Regions from separate parts of the Mus musculus genome. Here regions 2, 3, 4 and 5 are each linked to region 1. Evidence: chromatin contacts called from public Hi-C, HiChIP or PLAC-seq and promoter capture Hi-C data. All regions are on one chromosome and are shown on one strand. The core of a region is the stretch at or near the end of the contact, and the rest is flanking DNA. Distances in the headings are between cores, read along the strand shown. Region 1 holds the start of Uvssa (UV stimulated scaffold protein A). Region 2 has its middle 17 kb from the start of Spon2. Region 3 has its middle 94 kb from the start of Fam53a. Region 4 holds the start of Fam53a (family with sequence similarity 53, member A). Region 5 overlaps Fam53a (family with sequence similarity 53, member A).

Region 1 (2,726 bases), core at 155-2,654:
TACATGCCTATGACCCCAAAGGAACACTTAAGTGGAAGCAGGAAGATCAGAAATTCACAGCCAGCCTTAGCTACATAGTAAAGAGGTTAACCTGGGCTACATGAGAATCTGTCAGAGAGAGAGAGAGAGAGAGAGAGAGAGAGAGAGAGAGAAGAAGAAGAAGAAGAAGGAGGAGGAGGAGGAGGAGGAGGAGGAGGAGGAGGAGGAGGGAGAGGAGGAGGAGAAGGAGAAATAATAATAATAATAATAATAATAATAATAATGATGATGATGATGATAATAATAGGTAGCTCAGTGGTACAGTTTGCTTGGGGACAGCATGCTTGGGGCTCCTGAGCATCCCTGGGGGTGGGGCGGGGGTGGGGAGGCCAGAGCCACTGACCCAATCATGAACTCTTTACTCCAACGGAAAAGAAGAGGATCTACTTTTACTGACATAGTGTGATAGCTTTATACCTTACAGAAATCGTCAGAGGCACCAAGTTCAGAGTTTGCGCGACATTCTGGACCCAGGTACACCAGGATTACAGCCCCAGAAATCCTTTAGTGGTTCCTGAGACAAGGCCTTACTATGTAGCCCAAGCTGCGGGGAACTCATGCTACTCCCAACTCTACCTCACAACAGGCAAATGCCACCATGCCCTGGTGATCAGATAATTCCTTCCTAGGTAGTGAATGCAGGAGGTGGCAGAGGTGTACAAGAGGGCAGAGGGTCCACAATCTCCACGGTGTGGGTGCTCAGGGGACATTGGCACATTTAGCCTCAATACATACTTGCAAATTTTCTTCAGTTCCTTCATTTTCTGAGCATTGAGTTGGGATTCTCCTGAAGTTGTGAGCTCCTCTATCAACTGTGAAAGTTTCTGATCCATATCTAGAAACAAGGGACGCGGAGATGCTGAGTTAACATACAATAAATACTTCACGGTCTTAGTTTTAAGTTTATGGGGGACTCCAAATACTGGGGATTACGGCAAAGGCCCTAGGGTGTCTCTGTAGGTTGTCTCCCAGGCGAAGAAGGCTAGCCACCACATTCCCACGGAAGGCCATCAAGCCCTTCGGTGATAATTAGCTAAGGTTTTAAAGATGAGACTAACTCCGGCAGTCTTCGGTCAGCTGTGTGGGTGACGTTACCGCGGGCTAAGGGGAAATGTCACTAAATTTTAAGCAAACTGGCCGCACAAGAAACTCGCTCTCTGCAAGCGACAGTCTCTGGACAACTGCGGGGGCGACTGATCCGACCCTGCGGGCCGAGAATCTGACCAGCCACGACCCTCAGTCCGCCGCACTCGCTGCCTCAGGAGACGTAGTACCAGCGTCCCTCAGCCCCGGTGACACGGCCCGCAGGATGCAGCAGCTTGTTTCGCCCACCCCTTCCGGTGTAGACAGAGCTCTCTCTGTTACAGGCCCCAGAGAGCAGCGGGCACACACTCGCGAAGACCCGCGGCGCAGGAGCGGAAGTCACCGCGACGCGCCCGCTCTGGTCCAGTCCCTTTCAGATGAGGCAGCCACCCGTCTCCGTCATTTGCCTGGAGCGGCTCCACAGCGCAGGCGCGAGGACGCGGCAACGCGGTGACGCAACGCTCCTCCAGGGGGCGGGGCAGATCGAGAAGAACTAAGCGCGAGAAAAAGGAGGCGGGAGGGCCCGGCAAGTTCTTAAAGGGGCGGTGGCTTTGGGTCAGGAGTATGAGACTGAGGTGCAGAAAGAAGTTTTGATCTGGGGATCAGTTCTCTGGCCACCAGGAGGCTCGCGGCCTATGTACAGCCTCTGTATATCTGCTAAGAAAGCTCAGAAGGGAATCTGGGCGCAAGTCCGGTTGGGAAGGGTCGGCCCGCCTCCCTGACCGGGTCAGTTGTCCACCCCAGGACAGGCTATGGTGGGAGGCACCGTTGCAAGGCTGCCCTGGGGTAGTGGTGGTTGCACTGATTGGATGTTTTAAAATGTCAGTTCAGTCTCAACGTAGATGATTGTAGAAGATATGTCAGCTCTCGGCTAGAGCTGCTTGCTCCCTTCCTACAGCTTCACAGTGTTCAGGACTCTGGCCTCTACCAACCTCACGCTGCTTCAGCCCAACTCTTGAACGCACAGACCCCGGATACTGCCGCCTTAGCCGGCTCACAACTCGCTCTGCCTTTCCGCTGTCAGCTCCTGCTTCGCTTAGCAAAGGAGAAGCATACACCGGTCTCCCTGTGTATCCGGTTTGGGGTTCGGGTCTGCACCCATAGAGCGGGCATTCAGCCAGTTTGTGTGTCCTGCAGGACGGTCTTGAGCTTCTGGACTAGACTGTTAAAAGCATGGTGTGCCTACTGTCCCACCCACTTACCTACCCTTCCCTGAATCCGGGTCAGTGAACAAAGTCAACTGGACTCCCCCGACACGTCCGTCCCCTCCCCCCCCCTCCCCCGTTCATTTGTGTTGTGTTCAATATGTGAGGATCTGGCAACTCAACTTGTGATGTTTGGAATCTGAGCTCTTCCCACCACCTCTTGGCAGGTCCCAGTCCTCATACACTCGTGAGATTGATCGTGGACTGTAGTTTCTCATTTTACATGCACAGATTGCCCCCACCCATCCCACCCCCAAAATTTAAAGAGAATGAAATGTCTTTAAGATATTATTACATTTTTTTTTATTGGGGGGTTAGAAGGTGGGACCCTCCCTAGTATGATCAGGACAATTTCTGAGAGGTGGTTCTCTCCACCATGTGGGTTCCACTACTCAAACG
Region 2 (2,700 bases), core at 187-2,686, 140 kb after region 1:
CCCAGCATAGTGAGTCAGCAAGTTCATTAGGGTTTATACACAAGGGCTTGAGTAACTTTCAGGTGTCTACAGTTATTTACAATAGCAATTAATTACAGTAGAAATTAGCAATAGGGAGGGAGAAGGGCTTCGTGAAGGTTACAGAGCCCTGTGGTTTCATGAGCCTCCCCATCTCTGTCTTCATTGGAGTTTTTGTTGCTAGAATAAAACATCATGACCAAAAAGCAACGTGGGGAGGAAAAGGTTTATTTCACACACTTCTACATCTCAGGAAATCAGGGCAGAAACCTGGAGGCAGGAACTGAAGCAGAGCCTTACTGTTTACTGGCTTGCTCGACCTGGTTTATTACAGCTCCCAGGACCACCAGCCCAGAGGTGGCGTCATCCGTAGTAAGCTGGGTCCTCCCACATCAATTAGCAATAAAATGCACCATGGGCCAATCTGGTGGGGGTATCTTCTCAGTTGAGGTTCCCTCTTCCCAAATGACTGTGGCTTGTGTCAAGTTGTCATAAAAGTAGCCAGCACATTCTCCTCCTACAAGGGACTGGTAGCAGGCGCAGGCTGGATCTCGTGATCCCAGTACAGGTGATCAGAGCACCACAGTAGAGATAGTCAGTTTATCCTTAGGAAATAACCACCGTGCATGACAGCACATACTGAGACACATGTTCACACCACAGCAAGCAGCTGCTCACAGGCAAGGAGTCTCTTCTTCTTGAGGCCACAGTGTGGTGACATGATGCTGAGTTGCTCCCTGTGAAGGGGCTTTTATGCTATGAAATCACATGTCAATATAGCTGGCTTAAGAAAAAGGCCACATTGCTGCCCCTCAAATTTGATGTCATCGGGGAAGCCACACAAGAGAGTCAGATACAGCCCAGACCACCCTGTTCAAGGGGTGAGCTCAGGAATGAGGAGCCGGATCTTCCCTGGTCTTGGGAGGGACACTCTTTGCAGGAAATGCCTGATCTCCATTATAGGCAGCAGAGCAAAGCCCAGCACTCCAGGGACCCAGACCCAATCCAGACATCTTGGTGGAGGACAGTGATCCTGTGGTCCCAGCTTGATGAGAGGGCATTTCTGGATGAGCTACAGGCACTTAGACAGGCACAGGCTCCATCCTACGTTGGGGGTCTGAGGGTGCCTGATACCTCACCACAACAGCAGGCCCTCTGAGCAGAGGTACCCTATTGTTCGTCACCCCCAGGGAAGGCTATGACTAGAGGCTAGTCATACCTGGCCTATTGCACTATAGTCCTGGGCTCCTCACTGGAAAACTGGGAGTGGACGGAGGTGGAGGTCAGCGCTGTGCTGATGGGGACCAGCAGACTCTGAAGGGGCAGCCAGAGGAAAGTGCATTCTCACACAGTTAGCTCATGGTTTACACATCCCGGCAGGCTGATAAGGTCACGAAAGGAGAAAAGCTCGGAGCTGGAAGCATCATCGGGCTGATGAGCCAAGCCCATGTCAGAGCTCTGGGGGCCTCTAGGGTCGTCCAGCTCTGGTAGCCCGGGCTGTTAGTTCTGAGCTGGTCTCCTAGCAGTGCCCTCAGACCATCGTCAGGAAATCCATCTAGGGCCTTTCACTTACTCCATCCCCGTAAGAAGTACTTACTTGTGACAGCCAATCAGCACCCTGTGGGTACTGGTTTAGGATTGTGAGCGTGCTGGACAAAACTATGGTTGCTTCAAGGCCAGGCTGTTGCTAACCACAGTAAGTCCCAGCTGTGATTTGTTCCATCACGCTGAGATGCTAAAACCTCCTGTCTGCTCTCCATGACAGCAGCCCTTCACAAAGCCCAGCAGTTTCCCCTCACTCTCATACTGCTGGCTATCCAGTGAACTTTCCACCTCTGTCTTTACGTCACTACCCATATCACACTCCTGTCACCACCTTCCCACACAGCAATTGTTTAATTGTCTTTAACTCCATCTTTGCCAGTCCTGAGTTTTTCGGAGGCCCAGGCAGTCTGAGTGTTGGTGAAGGAGCCTGAAGCACAGTGGTTTCTAGAATGCGTGGGTTCCCGCAGTGAATTGGACACAAGCCAGCAACTGGAGTTTCCTTGGCACATTTTTTTTTTAATTTTAAAGATTTTAAAATGATGCATATATGTGTGATCAGTGTGTGGGTACATGAGTGTGGGTTCTCATGGAGGGCAGAGAAGGGCATCCGATAGCTTGGAGCTGGAGTTACAGGCAGTTATAAGCTGCCCAACATGGGCTCTGGAATTCACATTCCAGTCTGACCCAAGAGAAGCAAGTGTTCTTAATCACAGAGGTATCTCCCCAGCACAAATTCTCTTGAAAATAATTATTTTAGTTTATGTATGTGTATGTGTGTGTGCTCATGGAAACCAAAGAGATTGTTGGATTTCCTAAAAGCAGGAGTTACAGGAAGCTGGGAGCCACACAGGTGTGGGTTTTGGGAACTGATCTCAGGTCCTCTGGAAGAACAACTGTTCCTTCCTAACCCATGAGCCATTTCTCCAGCCCTGTCACTTGGCACTTCTCAGACATAGTTACCAGTGACAGTGGACAGTGGTTGTACATGTTCATAGGCCACTGTAAGGGAGCAAACATGGGGAAAGGAACAGAGACGCTCACGGATCTTCCTCTCACTTGACAACACCTGCTCATCTATGAAATCCCAGGTGACACTTTGTCCAGAAGCCACTGTTCCTTCTCCGGGAGGACATCACA
Region 3 (2,700 bases), core at 17-2,516, 160 kb before region 1:
GCCAAAAATTGTTCGCTCCTTTCTGACTCAGAGGAGAGCCCACCCGGCAGTGTCCTACCCCATGTATTAGGCAGGGCTGATGCTACCTGTTTCTCTGCTAGCCTTCGAAGGTGACCTTGAGCCTAGCCTAATGCAGAGCTTCTAGTGGGATGTCACCCACCCATCTCTCCCACTTCGGTGGCCTTGGCTCCCTGGTACCTATGTTTGTGGTTGAGTGGTAGATAGCTGCAGGTATCTTAGGCCTGACCCTCCTTGCTCTCACCCTCTGCTGAGAAGAGCTGCTGTGCTCTAGGGGCCTGAGGAGTCACGAGCTCTGCAGTTGTACAAAGACACCTCACTCATCCAGCCAGAAAGCAAAGTGTGTGGCCCACAGAGCCACAATCCACATGGGGGGAAAGGGGCTGAGATTAGGTTCTGTGGCAGGAACCTTCTGGCGTGGAGATAGAGTTCTGAGAGTCAGGGTAGCTGGAATCAGGTCTCACCTCGAGTGGGCCCCTCAGGCTGGGTGAGGGAGGGAGGCTCCGTGCAGTCAAGTGCATAAAGAGGACTAGACATGCAGAGGCTCTGGAAGAAGTTATGGCCGTGCCTTTCCTGGGTTCTGGCCTTAATCTCCATGCCCCTGTGTCTCCCGGAAATGGTTCAGAAGACAGGAAGCTGGCAGACACCTCACTGGGAAGCAGGGTGTGGGGCCCGAAGGTTCAGGGAGATCCACCAGGCTTCATGGAGTTACCTTAGCCACCTCAGGAGGTGGTCTTTCCTCGGAGATGGAAAGGACCGCACAATCTTTGGCCCTACCCTGTTGTGAAAGCCAGCAGAATCAAGATGGAGTCTGTTTCAAACACTTAAGCAAATGCCTGAAGCTATTCAGGGGTGGGGTGGGGTAGGGTTGTTGCACTCATGGCCTCTGTTTCATCTTGGTCTGACCTCTTCATCCTCAATTCTGTCCCTTGGTCCAGAGACTAGAGTCAGGCCACCAGAGAGGGCCCCTCACTTCCTGAATACTCTCACCCTGATTACTAGGCATTCCTGCTTCCTAATAGGACCTGGATGTTTTCAGATTGTCTTGCTAATGGTGGCAAATCTCTCTAATTGTCATTTAGATGTCACTGTCCCACCCCACGGCTACTAAGGGCCTGCAGTACACACTGTGGTTCCAGCTTGGTTTTCCAATCCTGATCTCTCCAGCTCCTGCTCCCTTAAGACCATTTGCTGTGTCAACCGGTCTGAACTAGAGGAATCTGAGGTCAGCAGAGGTCACCCAGACTCAGGGTTCAAACAGCTAATGAGGAGACTAAGGAGGTCAGCCTCCTGCTGTCTGTGGCCTACATGGGAGCAGCGGCGATCTGGGAACAACACTGCGGTTTGAGGTGAGTTTCCACCCTGCAAGTGTGGTAGTAGTCCTAGCTTTTCGGGTCTCCAGAAGGAAATTTATCTTGGCGGTCGCGAGCGCCTGGCCCCTGGAGGCCTGAGAGTGGTGGAGCACCGCATTTGTTTTAATTCCCATCCGAGCTCAGTGGCGTTCAGGAGCAAGGGCGAGCATGGCTAGCGAGCACGGGCAGCGGCAGGCAGCTAGAAAATTGAAAGACAAGCTGTGAAGTGCAGTGGCCTCGCGTTCCGTCCATTTCCTCTCTAGCAACTTCCCAGGAAACGGACGGTGGTTGCCTCTGAGGCTGGGATGATGGATGGCCGCCACACAGGCTTGACCAGGAAAGCGCCCAGCGCCAACCGTGAGGTTGGGAGGTGGCAGCGGTGGGGTAGGATGTGCAAAAGCAGGGGGTGTTACAGCTAGGACCGGGACGGTACTGTGTGGGGTAGACCCTCTTTGGCTTGCCTAACCCTGCTCAGCCTCGGCTTCCTTAATCAGCACAATGGGGCCGTTCTGACGCTGCCCACAGGTGCCATGAGTTCCAGGAGATGTTGGTGTGTGTGTGTGTGTGTGTGTGTGTGTTGGGGGGCTGTGGGTGCAGATACTATTCCCTGCTCCCCGTGAGAGGAGAGCTGCTGGAGCACAGCTCAGGGCCTACCCCAATTGAGATTTCCACCTTAAGGTGCAAGGAGCCCCCTGCGGCCGAGTCCCGCCGCCCCCTCCACCCCAGTGACAAATACTAATGTCTAAATCAGCAGCCCGCCCGGCCGGCCCGCCGCCTGCTCATGTTCTTTGCTGAAATGTCACCTGTTCCTATCTAACGATTTGCATAATGCAAAGCTTCTCACTCGTAAAATACAGATTAAGAGGGGAAGCCAGAGTCATTCCGGAACCAGGGAGCCATTTCAAAGGAACGGGGGAGGCACCATGCTCTTAACCCTGTCCCTGCCAGCCTGCTGCTTGGGGTGAGCTGGCTGGGCTTACAAGACACAGTAGTAGGACTGCCCTAATTCCAAGGAAAGGTTGGCAGGTGAGGACTTTGAGGACTTCCAAGGCCCAGCAGCTGTCCTGACACCTGCTTCCAGCCTTTCCTCTTAGCCTGTAGGGGTGGCTTTTTTTTTGGAGCCCCCGCAGAGAAGAATTGTCCTGGCAGGGCCCCCACCCTGATCCCCACACCACCACCACACACCTGGGATGCTTCTCTGGCTGCCCCTTTCTGGGAGTCTGTGGCTGTGGTAACATTGTAAGCTGTCACATGATTCTCCACCCCTTTCAAATTTTGGTTTAGACTGTGGTCTCAGCATCTCTTGCACAAATGCCCCAGGGAAGGCTGC
Region 4 (2,700 bases), core at 28-2,527, 250 kb before region 1:
CAGGGCTTGGGAAACACAAGGTGACCGTGGTGATTTGAGAAGGCCACCATTGGTCCAGATCTGCCCAGGGAGAGTGTGGTTGAGGACTGTTCTGGGCAGAGTTCCTCTTAGGCACAGGTGCCTGCCAGATGTCTCAGTCCTTATCTGGCTCCTGCCTGCTGTGATCCAGGTCGCAAGTCCCCTGTCCTCAAGAAACCTGGAGGAGGAAATGAAAGGTCTGTCGCAGGTGATGCAGCAGGTGAGGGCACTCATTCTAGTTGATCTTGGCCTCCCTTGGCTGGGCCTCTGAGCCTGTACAGAACTGGATTTACCAGACCCATAACGTGGTGGCCAGGGCCCAGACTTCTGGTGTGCCCCAGGAATACCCAGTGGCTTTCTAATGTCTTCCTTTTTAGGTCTTATTCCAGATGAGAACTATTCCATTTTCTACATCAAGTAGCTGTACCTAACCCTGCAACATTTTTTAAAATTACTTTTTGTTGTTTGGGAACAAGGTTGTCTAGGGATTACAGGCTTGTGAAATTGCAGCCTATTCCTAGCCAAGTCGGCAGGCGGTTTCATTTTGCTGCGCCTGGCCTCTAGCACCCTGAGAAGTGCTCCACCCCAGTCACACCCACCTGCAGAGCAGCTTTCCTTCACAGCACCGGTACCCAATGCACAAAAGTGCCTTCCAGTCACACGGTAGGTCCAGAAATGAGACTCCCAAAGGGAAGGGTCCTGCCCAAAGGCACATTACCAGCAAAGGACAGGAGAAGCTGGGCATTGGTGGCGCCTGTCTTTAATTCCAGGGCTCGGAAGACAGAGGCAGAAGGATCTCTAGGAGTTCGAAGCCATCCTTGTCTACAGTCCGAGCTTCATACTGAGATTTTGCTATAAAAGAAAGAAAGAAAAAGAAAAAAGGCAGGGAGATGAAGGTGGTCACATCGGACTTTGGAATCCGGGAGCCTATAGGTACCACTACCGGCCTTCGATGCCCCGCGGACACCCGAAGGTTAACGTCACACCCGGCGCGGGCCAGCTCGCACAGGGGGGCGGGGCCAGCAGCGGCGCACGGTACCCGTAGGAGGGAAGTGAGAGGAAACGGGGGCGGGGCGTCACGAGGCCACACCCACAACACGCCGGGCAGTGACGTCGCCCGCCTAGCGGTGCGGCTGAGGGTTGATTGCTTGCGGCGGCTTCCGCGGGCGGGTGCGCGAGCGGACGGCTGACGGCTCGGGGCGGTGGTAGCGGCGCGGCGACCAATGAGGGCGTCCGGAGGGGGCGGGGCGTCGGCTGCGGTTTTGTTCCGCGGTGACTGAGGCTCACCGTCCCCATGCGCGGAGCGCGGCCTGCGCGGCCGGCGCCCTGCCCCAGCTACGGAGCTCGGTGCTCACTCGCCTCGCGGAGAGTGCTCTGCGCCGTCGTTCGCCTGCTCATCGCTAAGAGCTCCAGCCACCGCAACGCCGTGTCCTTGCGCTGCGATCCCGGAGTCTCCGTACGTCGGCCGGCGCCGCGCAGCCGCACGTCGAGAGCCGGGTGCATCGGCACAGCGCGCGGAACACCCTCTAGGGCCAGCCGGCGTCTCAGCACCTTAAGGTCCCCGCGCGCCCCGGGCCCAGCACTGTCCTCGTGTCCCGTGTCCCCGACATCCTAAGGTCCTCGGGGACCCAGCATCTGAAAGAACCCTGGGCCCCAGCTCCCTAGAGTCCCCTGGGCCCCAGCTCCCCGAACTCGTGGCGAGTCCGGGGACCCCTCCAATTAGGCCAGGCCCCAAGCATTCTGTTGTGCGCGCTCCTGCACGCCAGGCGGTAAGGCCTGCCCGCTGCGCCTGGGGCGCGCTGCCACTTGTTGAATCACTTTTCATGTCGACTTTGAGACCTGTTGTCGCCATGCTGAGTCCGTGGGCCCGTGAACCCGCTGTTGTTGAGACTCAGTGATTGTTATTTTGTATTCAGGAAGCAGGAAGTTTGACGAGATATGATGGTCCCTTAAGGGAATCCCAAGAGCAGATCCTCCCCAACGACCTGTGGAAGGTGACTTGGAAGTCTATTCCGAAGCCACTTTCCTGCGTAGACTGAGGGTGTGTAAGTCCCTTTAAGACTTCCTGTGTGGAGGATGGGATGTGCGATGTTCACAATGTATTTTACCGCTCCGAATGCTATTGCCTTTGTACATTAGTCTTAATTACAGATCTGTGATCTATCACTCCAAATTAAAATCACTTTAATTTTTTGCACTTCAAGGTATTTAATCATTAGATATATCTTTAAGTATGAATCTAAGCTTATTCTAACCCTCCAGCCCCACTACTTAAGTTTATAATGATGTTTCAGCTCTGAGAATTTTGAAGATGGACTAGTTTGACTTGAAAGGTGTACTTTAGTTTTTACATTAAGAAATTTGACTTGTGCTCACTGATGCTGCTGCTTCAAATACATATTTGGTCATCTTAGGAAAGTGGGTCTTGGAAGGGAAGTTCAGCATCTCAGAACAAGGTAGGACCGAGGATAGTTTTTCCAAATTCTGAATATTACGCCAAGGTGGAAATTGAAATTGATTAGGAAGAGTAGATGGACTTTGCTGTTTTGGTTAGTGGTTGGTCGTTCTTTCTGATGACTCCTCTGGCACCTGTTCTCCTCTTTACGTCTCTTTGTTTAGTGAGCATAGCAAGCCCGGTCCCTTCTCATGGCCTGATAAATGATTCTGCTTGCTGTCCCTGGA
Region 5 (2,828 bases), core at 232-2,731, 230 kb before region 1:
GGGAACATTTTAGCTGGTGTTGTAGACCACTGTGTCTGGCAATACCACTGCCTGCTCTCATGTGGATCCCAGAGAGGTGCTGACTGCTGGCAGTGGGGGAGAGAACAATGAGACCGACCTCACTGTGGCCGCGAGGGCATGTCCTCTTGGCTGCATCTGGAGCCTGGGCAGAGTTCCTCGGCCCCTCTCTGAGAGCTGGAGTGGGCCCAGCCGTTCTGCTTCCCTCCGGGTTGTTAGGGAGGAGGAGCAGAAGTAATAGACCCTCGTGCTGTTTTTCCCCTGCCAGGGCCTCACTATGGAGTCTTGGCTGATTTGGAATTCATATAGACCAGACCAGCTTAGCATTGAAGTCAGAGATTTGCCTGCATCTGCCTCCTGAATGTTGAGATTGAGGCATGCCACCCTGCAGGAACCAGATCTGTGGGTATTGGGGGAGACAGTGTTGTCTCTTCTCTGGGTGACTAGCATTGGCAGTTTCCAGACTCCCCATTGTCCATCCCTTTCCCACGGCTTTTGGCCTGTCTTGTCTCCTATAGGCATTACTGTGGATGCATGTCAGACTCTGAGTTGTGGGTGGTGCCAGGGCTGTCCTGAGCAGAGCTGCTTTAGTGTGTCTGTTGAGCCCATATGGGGATGGTGCAGATAGGTCAGCCACTGCCACCAGGTTTGGGAGAAGCCTGTCTGGCAGTCTCAGTCTTGTGGGAGGTAGCCTGGCTCTACAGATGCTGCAGATGGCTATTGTGCAGCCTGCTGATGTGACTGTTGACTCTGTCTGACAGGTTTTCCAGAGGCTTCTTGCTGGTGGCTGCGAGGGGTGTAAGCCCATTCTTTCTGGTATGACTGAGGAGGGCTGACAGAAAGGAAGTGGTGGTGCTTTGAATGTGATGTTGACTGTTGAGAAGTTGGTAACAAGTTCTGGATACCCAGGCTTTCCCTGTTAGCCAGTGCTATGGGTGTGGTTTGTGCCATCACCCTGTGGTGGCAGAAGGGGGACAGCAGCATAGGATGAGGCTGCTAGCAGAGAAGTCCTTGACTTGGTGCTTTTGGGAACAGGGATGGCTCATAACAAAGATGGGCTGATGACCAAGGGTGGTCCTGATCTGGAGATGCTGTGAACACTCTGGGCTCCTTAGGAGGTGGAGGGAAGTAAATCAGGCCAGGGTGATGCTGGGGCTAGGACATTGTAGATGGGCTCATCCTGAGGGGCCCCACCTCATCTCTGCTCCATTGTTCAGTCCTCCTCCTGAGCTGTGCCTGTTACTTGGATGTTCTCTGGTCTGTTCCTTCTCCTTCCCTTCCCCGCTTTTCCGCCTCAGGACTCAGATGTCCTCTGTTCCTGACATGGACACTATTCTTGCCAGCCTCACTTAGTCCCCACATCACATTGTAACTTAAACTCAAAGGTCAGGATTGCTGTATCGTTAGCTGTTGCTGGCCGAGCCATGCTGCCTCTCTGTCCCTCAGGTCATGGGACAGGAAGCTCAGCAGGAAGGTTCTGGTCATACTTGGCTGCAGGACCTACTGCCCAGCTCCCTCCGGTGGCTCCTGATCATTGGCCTTTGTGGACACATTAGTGTTTTTTATCTTTCCAGAGTGGGTGATCTCTAGAGCTGGCAGGGAGACACTGTAGTGTCTTGAGGGACCTAGTTTCTGTGTGTCATGTCGTCCACATGCACCACACTGACCTGCTTAAAGGCCCGCCTTGCGGTGGCTGTGGTAAGCGCTGCGTTCAGAGCAGGCACTGTCTCAGACACCTGGGATTATGCAGACAGATGGTGTTGTAGGGACAGGGGAAGTGGTATAGGAGGCTCAGGGAGAATAGCATTATGTTTTTTTTGTGTATTTGTGTATATGCTTTTATTTTTATTTCTGTTTGTATTTATGTGTGGGTGTTCATGTGAGTGGTGCGTGTGGAATCCAGAGGTCAACCTTGGTCATATCCTCTACTTCATTTTTTGTTTTTGTTTTTGTTTGAGACAGGATTTCTTCATGTATCCCTGGCTGTCTTGGAACTCACTGGGTAGACCAGGTTGGTCTCGAACTCACAGAGATCTGCCACCTCTGCCTCCAGAGTGCTGAGATTAAAGGCCTTTGTCTGCCACCACACCAGTCTTCCACACCAATTTTTAATTTTTAATTTATTCTTTCATTTTTGAGTTTATAATTACATCTTTTCCCCATTCCCTTTTCCATCTTCCTCCAAACCCTCCTATATACCCCTCCTTGCTCTTGTTTAAATTCATGACCTCTTATTTTCATTAATTTTTGTTATGTGGATATACGTATATGCACACATATTCCTGTTGTTCTTTGTGTAGGCTTGAAGCCTGTGGTATTTGCCTGGTCCTGTCTAGCATGTTGTACTTGTTTAGCTCATGTCTAGGCAGTCATATGGTGAGACTATGCCGTCTGACACTAGTAGGAAACAGTCTCACAGCAAACTTCCTGATTCTTTGTCGCTTACAGTCTTTCTGCTCTATCTTCCCTGATAGAGGGAAGTGTTCCCGGAGCCTTACGTGAAGGACCTGTTCTGTAAATGTGCCCATTACGCTGGACTCCACAACTCTATTTTTGATTACTTGTGATTCTCTATCTGTTGTAGAGAAGTTTCTTGGATGAGGGGTGAGGACTACACTTATCTGAGGGTACAAGGAAAAAATTTTATGATACTGTTAGGGATTATGCTAATTTAGTAACCACTTCGTTTGTTTTAATGGAACAAGGTTTCTCAGTTTCTGTCTGGGACCTGGGCTCACCAGTTTGGCTAAGCCAAGTGATCAGAGGCCCAGGGACCCTCTGTGTCCCCAGTGCTGGGATTACAAGCATGT

Evidence for each region. Promoter capture Hi-C pulls out the DNA fragments that hold promoters and counts their contacts. Hi-C and Micro-C count contacts between places; a contact is called where the count stands out from the background. HiChIP or PLAC-seq counts read pairs in DNA pulled down with a chosen protein or histone mark. Capture Hi-C pulls out chosen DNA fragments and counts their contacts.
Region 2: a Hi-C map of muscle stem cells shows a contact between it and region 1, with 2.4 times the contacts expected there. The contact joins the enhancer-like site here to the promoter of Uvssa in region 1. A contact is called at or near these places in 16 of 39 promoter capture datasets (the 3T3-L1 cell line, 3T3-L1-derived adipocytes, the HPC-7 cell line and 11 more), 1 of 15 datasets of contacts at CTCF or cohesin (large pre-B cells), 1 of 484 Hi-C or Micro-C datasets (muscle stem cells), 6 of 115 datasets of contacts at active chromatin or transcription factors (embryonic stem cells, fibro-adipogenic progenitors, large pre-B cells and 3 more) and 3 of 9 other capture datasets (adipose tissue, liver and pancreatic islet).
Region 3: a contact with region 1 is called in an H3K4me3 HiChIP or PLAC-seq map of embryonic stem cells, with 7 times the contacts expected there. The contact joins the enhancer-like site here to the promoter of Uvssa in region 1. A contact is called at or near these places in 5 of 39 promoter capture datasets (the 3T3-L1 cell line, cranial neural crest, hippocampal neurons and 2 more), 3 of 484 Hi-C or Micro-C datasets (the 63-12 cell line, embryonic stem cells and reprogramming fibroblasts), 16 of 115 datasets of contacts at active chromatin or transcription factors (the 230-238 cell line, astrocytes, effector CD8 T cells and 9 more) and 1 of 9 other capture datasets (embryonic stem cells).
Region 4: a promoter capture Hi-C map of adipose tissue shows a contact between it and region 1. The contact joins the promoter of Fam53a here to the promoter of Uvssa in region 1. A contact is called at or near these places in 20 of 39 promoter capture datasets (the 3T3-L1 cell line, 3T3-L1-derived adipocytes, the C10 cell line and 12 more), 14 of 484 Hi-C or Micro-C datasets (CD4 T cells, CD8 T cells, Th1 cells and 8 more), 34 of 115 datasets of contacts at active chromatin or transcription factors (the 230-238 cell line, CD4 single positive thymocytes, the SCID.adh cell line and 17 more) and 4 of 9 other capture datasets (adipose tissue, embryonic stem cells, liver and 1 more).
Region 5: a contact with region 1 is called in a promoter capture Hi-C map of liver, with 2.6 times the contacts expected there. The contact joins the enhancer-like site here to the promoter of Uvssa in region 1. A contact is called at or near these places in 5 of 39 promoter capture datasets (the 3T3-L1 cell line, the C10 cell line, cranial neural crest and 2 more), 5 of 484 Hi-C or Micro-C datasets (the 63-12 cell line, the CH12 cell line, cochlea and 2 more), 24 of 115 datasets of contacts at active chromatin or transcription factors (the 230-238 cell line, the NIH/3T3 cell line, the SCID.adh cell line and 15 more) and 2 of 9 other capture datasets (embryonic stem cells and pancreatic islet).

Annotation. Positions count from the first base shown.
Region 1 is chr5:33,377,374-33,380,099 of GRCm38.p6, reverse strand. Uvssa (UV stimulated scaffold protein A) reads right to left here and starts at 1,404. Exons shown (of 14, transcript NM_001081101.2): 1 at 1,098-1,404; 2 at 775-874. The coding sequence starts at 872.
Region 2 is chr5:33,233,602-33,236,301 of GRCm38.p6, reverse strand. No RefSeq gene overlaps it. Among named protein-coding and RNA genes, the nearest start is that of Spon2, 17 kb to the right of the region's middle. Within about 2 kb of position 1,436, at least 41 of the 459 cell types and tissues checked have an H3K27ac peak or open chromatin away from gene starts, as enhancers often do. A contact at or near this core is called in adipose tissue, fibro-adipogenic progenitors and muscle stem cells, where this site is marked.
Region 3 is chr5:33,534,082-33,536,781 of GRCm38.p6, reverse strand. No RefSeq gene overlaps it. Among named protein-coding and RNA genes, the nearest start is that of Fam53a, 94 kb to the left of the region's middle. Within about 2 kb of position 1,266, at least 37 of the 459 cell types and tissues checked have an H3K27ac peak or open chromatin away from gene starts, as enhancers often do. A contact at or near this core is called in embryonic stem cells, epiblast stem cells and hippocampal neurons, where this site is marked.
Region 4 is chr5:33,628,212-33,630,911 of GRCm38.p6, reverse strand. Fam53a (family with sequence similarity 53, member A) reads left to right here and starts at 1,277. Exons shown (of 6, transcript NM_178390.3): 1 at 1,277-1,575; 2 at 1,935-2,059. It also overlaps Gm9903.
Region 5 is chr5:33,604,139-33,606,966 of GRCm38.p6, reverse strand. All of the region lies in intron 5 of Fam53a (family with sequence similarity 53, member A), which reads left to right. Among named protein-coding and RNA genes, the nearest start is that of Fam53a, 24 kb to the left of the region's middle. Within about 2 kb of position 1,481, at least 25 of the 459 cell types and tissues checked have an H3K27ac peak or open chromatin away from gene starts, as enhancers often do. A contact at or near this core is called in liver and microglia, where this site is marked.